2 separate regions of the Danio rerio genome follow, and region 1 is linked to region 2. Evidence: chromatin contacts called from public HiChIP or PLAC-seq data. All regions are on one chromosome and are shown on one strand. The core of a region is the stretch at or near the end of the contact, and the rest is flanking DNA. Distances in the headings are between cores, read along the strand shown.

Region 1 (4,264 bases), core at 1,220-3,719, 190 kb before region 2:
CTTAAAATAATAATGAAAATTGTTTTTACAGCATTTATTAATCATAGTTAAATGTTTACTAACCCATTAATAAAATCCAAAGGTCATGCTTGTAAACTTTATTTCAATGAACTAACATTAACATATAATGAATAAACAATAATAAATATGTTGTTTGCATTTATAATCGTGTAGTAATATATTAACTACGAGCCCCATATTTTAAAATGTTATCAACAATTTGTAATTTCAAGCATGTTTTTGGTAGTTGTCACGGGGTGGTTCTGGTAAAGTAAGTAAAAAGTGTAACATAATTAAAATATACTTTTGTCAGACTTTACAATAAGGTTTCATTAGTTAATGCTGGTTAAATGTATTTAATAAACAGTGATTTTTTCAAGAGGACAGAAAGACATTAAAATAAGTGGAAAAATTAAACAACAGATATATTTTATACTACGGAGCTAATAAAATGCTAAAACAATCTGAATTTGATCATTTTAATGCTTGACAATTGTAATTTAATAAATCTGAATTTTTATATGCTATTAAAAAACGTTTTGAATTAGGATTTTTAAATTTGAATTAGATTTTTTTATTAGAATTTCTCAATTTCAATTATATAACTTTAATATTAGAGATCTGATATTTAAGACGACTGAATTTTTTAAGTCAAATTTTATAGATGTATTTTCAAACGTGTTTGTTTGTGTTCTGAATTACTAGACTGCAGATTTCTAGTTTGTAAAAATACAGCTTCAAATTTTCAAGGTGAAGAAATTCAGAACATAAAATTCAATTTTCTAACATTCAAAACCAGAAATTCAGATCGTGAAATCCAGATTCAGCGCAGAAAGTAAGTCAGGGATCATCGACAGGGAATAGAAGACATCACCGAAAAGACCAGCATATTGGCCAGTAACAGAGCTGCATACTGGTGTATGAGCATGCAGAAGACACCATTCTTCTTCAAAATGACTATTGGGGGATCAGCTATTTTTAAATGTTTTTGTAATAAATATACATGCTTAAGTGAACCAAATTCATGTAATTCAATGACATCTCATTGGTTTTGAGGGTAAAAGAGCTGATCCTGACCTACACTAATACTTCTGACAAATTATTTCTAAAGATACATCGTTCTTACACCTCACCACAGTCAAATTCAAGGACTTTTCAGTGTATTTTTAAACAAAAACTTTGTTAACATTTAGAAAAAAATATTCATAAATAAATTCAAGCAATAAAAATGGTTTATGGCCTGTGGCTTACAGTAATTTGACTTATGTTATATTATTGATCTTTCAGAATGAGTCAGTTTTGTTATTTCATATAGTAATGTACAAAAATGAAAAACCGGCCTATTAAAAACGGATAAATCCCTGATGTAAAGACTAAAGAGACTTTGCAGTGTCATTGCAGTGACACAAGCAATATTAATAGCAGCAATAAAAAAATGTAGAAATAGACAAAACAATAAACAAAGATAACTGCAGAGAAGTATGTAATATGTTTTTATATAACATAATATAATAACTATATAATAACAAATAATAGATACAGTGAAATAATTGTGCAGTGCATGTGTATGTACAGTAGCTGGTGTGCAATTTTGTGTAATTAGTTTGTGTAATTATCAGCAACATGGGGTAAAGGGACAAATGTGAAAAGTCATAGAACATGTCCTGACATAGCTTAAAGCACAAAGATCAACAGCAAAGCAAGAAACTGAACGTAAACAACAACACATAAGGCAGATTTGGGGCAGTTGTGGAGAAATTTAAATGTTAGCCTCACTAATTGAACAAACAAAAACATTTTCCAGATTCATGGACAGAAGTTACCTGAAAGTGATGCTACACTGATTAAAATTGTCACATGTTTGTTTTTGCGTTCGTCATAAAATGATTTTTTAAAATGTATCTAACAACATATTATCAATATATATTTTATTTACACTCAGTTTATGTTAATATTATTAAATAAATGTTAATATTTTTTTAGAAACCGAGATGGTATTTATAAACACTGTTATAAATATATTGTTTGCGTTAATAACCGTGTAGTAATACATTAACTATGAGTGCCATATTGTAAAGTGTTACCAACAATTTGTAATTTCAATGTTTGAATGACTTAAAATTAAAGCAATTTTAGTAGTTATGCTGACTCTGATAAAGAAAAACGACAGAGTAAAAAAATAAATATGATAAGCCTACTTTTATTATGTTTTTTTTATTTTTTTACATTGACATTTTTGTCCTCTATCAACCTATATATAACTTTTTTATTGACCTACAAGGGTTATGAGTGGTGCAGTTAATGACCTCAACCACACAGTTGATTCGGGGTGAAGCAGAAGCACGACTCTTCTTATGTAAACCCCACGACCCCTACATTTGAGAAAATAAAGCCCGGCTTTTGATTGGTGGGGTGCGGTCACGTGGCCACCGCTGCGCTGTAGTTTTTCTACGACAGCTGGGAGCCGCGCGAGAGGAGGACAGAGCGCGAGAGGCGGCGGTGCCTGCAACGCTTCCCACAAAACTTTCTGCAGCATGGGAGACAAGAGGAGTCCGACGAGGTAAAAACAAACAGAAAGAAACTCCCACAGCCGTGGCTTCAAGAAGAGGTCGATTCAGGGCTCTCAAACAGACCATTAGGCAGCGCGCGTGAATGAGAAAGACGCAACAAGAGTGGCCACCATGGCGGACTGGCTGTTTTATCAACCTAAAGTGTCAGTTCATTAAAAAAAATCGCGTCGCTCGCGCGGCCGTCCGACTGACTTTGTGAATGGATAAGATCTGATATATGTGTCGGAGACTTCCACAGTCCGTGGTGTGATTTTCTCTCTGTTTGTTTTGCTTTTTGAAGGCCAAAAAGGCAAGCGAAGCCCTCCTCTGACGACGGCTATTGGGACTGCAGCGTGTGTACATTCAAGAACACCGCCGAAGCGTTCAAATGCATGATGTGCGATGTCAGGAAGGGCACGTCAACCCGGTGAGTGATAAAACATGCATGTATGCATACGAGCTGCTTTTCAAATCTTGTGATATAACTGCCTGGACAGTATGTTTAGACTTGACTAGATGCCTTTAAATGCTGTCCGGATAGCCAGCTCAGTAGGTTGCCAGAGTCAGCCATTTGTCTTGTGTGTATTAATAATTACACAGTTAATACAATGTTTATAACCCCGGGAGCAAGTGTGTGCAATCAGTATCGCATTACTGAACCGCTCTGTTGGTAAAACATCCATTACATTCAAAGCTATTTCAGGAGTCATTTAAAGTGCATTTCAGTTCATTTGTAGTTATAAACAAAGCATTGTTTATATGTACATTGGCAAGGCATCACATGACCTCCGAGCAGATCATTGTAATAGCATACGTTTTTCTGCATAGTTTCAATAAATTGTCCATCAATTTTGTCTCTCTACTGTTTTGATCTAAGGTCCTGTTTACACTTGGTATGTGTTTTCATCGAATTGAATCAAACCGATTAGAGCGAGACATTCCTGATAATACCTGATACTCTTTGTATTTTTTACTGAGATTTTGGATGGGTGGGTGTATGAACTGTTAAATAATATCCAGAAATAAGCAAGCACAATTATTTTTAGCATGTGAAAGGGGAAATGATTTAAAGAGGCAGGTTTCAATGCTGCAAAAACTACGCTGAATGTTTCCACTTGTGATTAGATTCATATTAACACATGAAAGCATTAGGAATGCACAGATAATATGTAATGTTATGGCACATACTGGAGGATAAACACCTTGAACTTGGTGTTTGTATCCTTATTTAATAGTTCCAAGTATATTGACATAATGGTGTGGTTACTAAATGCGAAAGTAATTTGGGAAAATTAAAAGCAGTTCATTATAATATGTAGACTTTAATGATTTTAAAAATATGATTTAGCAAGTATTCAAAGCCAAGTTGACAAGTTTGAGTAGGAAATTTGTAAAGCTAATGACGTTTTTTCAATGTGATGCATTCATGTTTACTGATGGTTGATGTTCAAAAGTCTATGTACTATAAATAGGAATCTCGGCAGATTGGAGTTTTGCATAATGGTGAATGATTTCCACACATAAATATCGCAACTGGTTCACGTTGGTCATGCTAATTTGGCATGTTGATAAACAGAAAGCAGATTGGCCTGAGGGACTTCTGCATGAGCTGTGTGCCTTGTGTGTGCTTTTTGCCTATTAATTTAATATTGACAATAGGGAAAAAAGAAAAATGTTACTGCAACACGGAGGGCATGTGGGCATTACACAGCATA
Region 2 (4,178 bases), core at 1,140-3,639:
ACTGCTCTGATGTAGCAGAGTGTGTCTGAAAGAGCAGCATTAACAATTGATCACATCCTACTAATGTTTACAGAGAATCAGCGATTCATCATTGACACAATACTGTTTGCACGCATGCATGTCCACAGCAGTTCAGTCATGTGCAGATGCAGAACATAAAGGAATATTACTTCTGAGTCTGGTGTGTTAAATGCAATAGTAAGTTTGAGAATGAAGTCTTCTTGCTAACACATGCAGCATCTCCAATCTGCTGCCAATGCACTTTTACACATTAACCCTAGCAGAGCGTGAGCAAAGACATTTTGCTCTGTTTTCTTTATAGTGTGAATGCTATTTTACTCCTAAAGCATGTTTATCCTCATGTTTGGCCTTCCATGTCATTGTGAAAACTGTTTTGCTGCACATGTGGTCCACTTATCCACTGAATTTTTCAGCAATCTCTCATATAATCTCATTGCATCCTCTGATCTGCAGTCTGCTGTCGTCCTGCACACTCGGATTTAGGTCACGACATGTCTACTGTAAGCTCATACTGAGGGAGTGGCAGAAAAAAAAAATCAAGCATCTCATTCATATGTGGTGAAACACAAATTTGCTTACTGGCAGATTGCATTGCATACTTACAGAATTTAGATGTGATCGTGAAGAATTTAAAGGGATAGTGCACATCAAACATGTAAATTACTGTTATTTTACTCACTTCAGATGACCTAAACTGTGGTCTTTGGTTATTTATAAATACAAGCTGAAACATATTGTTTTTTAAGATAGTAACGTAGTAAAGAGTGTACTTTTTTTTTGCCCAGACGTACCAATACACTTCATAAGGTTTTAATGTATTGGAGTGACCAATATTAGTTTAGTTTTGCCTGTATATGTATCTCTGAAAGTGTAAGTAGCTTGTTGACTAGCCACATAGCAAACTTTCTCTGGCCCAGCTCTGGTCCACACAGTCAGCTTTTGCTTGGCCCACATGCTGCAGTGAATTACAGTACACGACTGGACCAAGTCTGGATGCCAGACAATGGCCAAATATGGACTGTATCTGGGCCAAGTCTCAGCCAAATTAATAACCCATAACTGGGCCAGAACTAGAGCAGATTTGTTAATGTATCACAACTGAAATGAAATTGATAAACCCATAATTTTCTTAAAAGCAATCTGATTGGTAGAAGTTTTTTCTTTATTCATAAAGAATATAAATGTACTTTAAATGGGGGTCAAGATAGGCGAAACTTACATGGCCCACCTATCAATTATTAACATCTGGACCAAATAGTGGAATTTACATTTGGCCCAAGTATTGTGTGCTGACTTAAAGACCGTGCCACCTCTGCCAAACCAGGGCCATGTTTGGCCCACATGTTGTATGCCCGTGCTTGATGAATGCCAAATCTGGCCCAAATTTTTTTGCTACCTGGATAACTTTACAGAAATCCCCTAGAGACATGACTTTAGTTTAAAAATCTCCTTTAATTCTCAAGTGATTAACTGTTCACAATGTATTATTTACACTGAATAGATTAAGGAACATTGGGTGAACAATAGGTCGATAAATGTCTGAGGTATGCATTTAATAAGTTAATGTTCTACTGTAGAACAAAAACACCTATATCTTTGAAGGCTTGCTGATAAGTAAATTAACATCACATTTTTTATACTTATAGTTAAACTATTGCTTTAATACATTCATGTCCTGCGTCACTGATGAAGACTAGCGCCGCCCTTTGATGTAATACTGTCATGACATAATTTCTATCATTTTTGTTGCTAGGAAAACTTCTGTCCCGTTTAAAACTTTGGCCAATTAAATGTCACCTTATTACATCCTAAAACAAGCTGTGGCAGCATAAGAATGCGCAAATCAATCAGTAAATTGCAACTTATTAGGCTAAATATAAACATGATTTAAAGATGTTATTTGTTTTAAATGTGATCATAATAATAATTCTTACTAAGAGCGTATTTGTAAAATGCATTCTATTTATTAATATTTTCCATAACGGATGACATCAACTATGACCGGACTCATCCTCCCTCTTCTGCATTGCGGTATTCCCAAAACTGCACGGAACACCTCCATCCTGACTTCACCATGCAGAATAAACTAACCAACGTCTTAAACGCATCCTACTTTCACTTAAACCCTCCAAACCACCATATATAACCACAACAGCAGCAAACTCACCAGAAAAACGCGTTAAATCCACCAGCCAAGCAGCGCCCCGTCCCGCAGCCCGGCGCGAGACGCACACACACACGGCCTGCTATTGGAGGAGCGCGGAGCTGCGCATGTCTGGATGCTGAAGCACAGAGGGATGCTGACCGAGTCCATGTGCTTCTGCAGAGGGTCGCAAAGCTGTCAAGGTGATTTCAAGCATTTGTGAATGATTTCGATGCGTTTGGAGCAAGATAATTTGGCGATTTAAGGTATTGAGAGGCTTATCCGCGCACATCTGTTCAAATCCACTGGATTAAATTCTTGCACTGGTAGGGGGAGGGAAAGAAATAGATTATTTGTTGTTTAGATGCAGCACAGTAGGCCTATATAAGGAAACTTAGAACTTCAGCACACCCCAAGATGTATTATATGTTGTTATAATAAATATTACACAATTTAAAAAATCTGTATTACATACAAATTCCAAACGGAGAGAATCAATTAAATTAGATAAAGAGGCTAAATTACTGTGAGGTAAAAACTCAACCCCCATAATTCATTCAGAATCTGTATTTTGGCATTCTGACTGTTTGTTTCCCAGCTAAAGCCATATTTAAAGCACATTCTTGTGAATGTCAGAAATGAATGTCAATTGAATATATAATTGTATAATATTTATAAGAAAATACACCCTCAGAAATAAAGGTAGGCTATGTGACCTATCACTGGGGTGGTACCTTTTCTAAAAGGTCCATATTACTTCAAGGGTACATATTAGTACCTAAAAAGTACATTGAGAGTTCACTCTTAGCTGATGATTGTTTATAAAGCTTGTTTGGCATGCTGTCCCGGAAGAGAAACCTGAGCTCAAGATCCTCGAGCCCGGGGCTCCCACCCTCTTTGCAAGGCGAGAGGGAGGTTTAAGCTCAGGTAGATCTCGAGAACTCCCTTGCTGTAGTAGCTAATGAACAGAAAGTGATCGCTCTTTAGAGATAACTACTTATAGGTGCATGTTTATGGTGCCGATTTGGATTAGTCAATTAACTTAGGCTGCATGTTATTTAACGGTGGGAGGAAACCGGAGAACTCGGGGGAAACTCACATGAGCACGAGGAGTACATGTAAACTCCGCACGGAAACGTTGGCTGGCTTGGTAAGGACTATAACCAGTGACGTTCTTGCTGTGAGGTAACAGTGCTAACCACTGGGCCACAGTGCCACCCAACTGAGGAGAAGTAGCAGTGGAAGGGGGGATTCTTCAAAACGAAGATGGCTGTTATATGGAACTTAGGGTATTTATAGTGGCTTAGGAGTCGTCTGATTGGTGAATCATAAATTGAATAATGCGGGGCCGGCTGCAAGCAATAAGAAGCACGTGATCCTCTCGAAATTAGTTTATGAATAAACTTCACAAAGTCCTATTAAAATTTTTAGGTACTAATGGTATAAATATGGATCCTTCAAGTACAAATGTGTACCTTTTGAAAAGGTACTACACCAGTAACAGCTTGCGTACTTTTATTTCTGAGAGTGTACTATAATTAATTAGGGGAAAAAATAATTTAACTTGAGATCAAAGAATTTGAAACAAATAGTTTCGTTTAACTTGAATGAACTTTAACTTTCAGGTAAACTTTTATGCTGCAGCGGGTCATTAACTAAGCCACCAGCAAAATAAATCTCAAAAGTCTAAGATATGTGGAAAAGTCTAAAGCTGTTTAAACTATTAAACTAAGGTTTCTATAATGTAATATTTAATATTGCACATCAACAGTTATAAAAAACAAATTGTGCGTCTGGAAAGTATTCATAGCGCTTCACCTTTTCCACATTGTTTTATGTTACAGCCTTATTCTAAAATGGATAAAATTCACTTGTTTCTTCAAAATTCTTCACAAAATACCACATAATGACGATGTGAAAAAAAGATTTTTTTTGAAATAGTTGCAAATTTATATATATATATATATATATATATATATATATATATATATATATATATATATATATATATATA

Evidence for each region. HiChIP or PLAC-seq counts read pairs in DNA pulled down with a chosen protein or histone mark.
Region 1: an H3K4me3 HiChIP or PLAC-seq map of embryo shows a contact between it and region 2, with 2.2 times the contacts expected there. The contact joins the promoter of yaf2 here to the promoter of cntn1b in region 2.

Annotation. Positions count from the first base shown.
Region 1 is chr4:14,496,468-14,500,731 of GRCz12tu, reverse strand. It overlaps yaf2 (YY1 associated factor 2), which reads left to right and starts at 2,469. Exons shown (of 4, transcript NM_001045268.1): 1 at 2,469-2,560; 2 at 2,851-2,976. The coding sequence starts at 2,535. It also overlaps a transcript of pphln1 not described here.
Region 2 is chr4:14,308,903-14,313,080 of GRCz12tu, reverse strand. cntn1b (contactin 1b) reads right to left here and starts at 2,389. Exons shown (of 24, transcript NM_001014814.1): 1 at 2,189-2,389.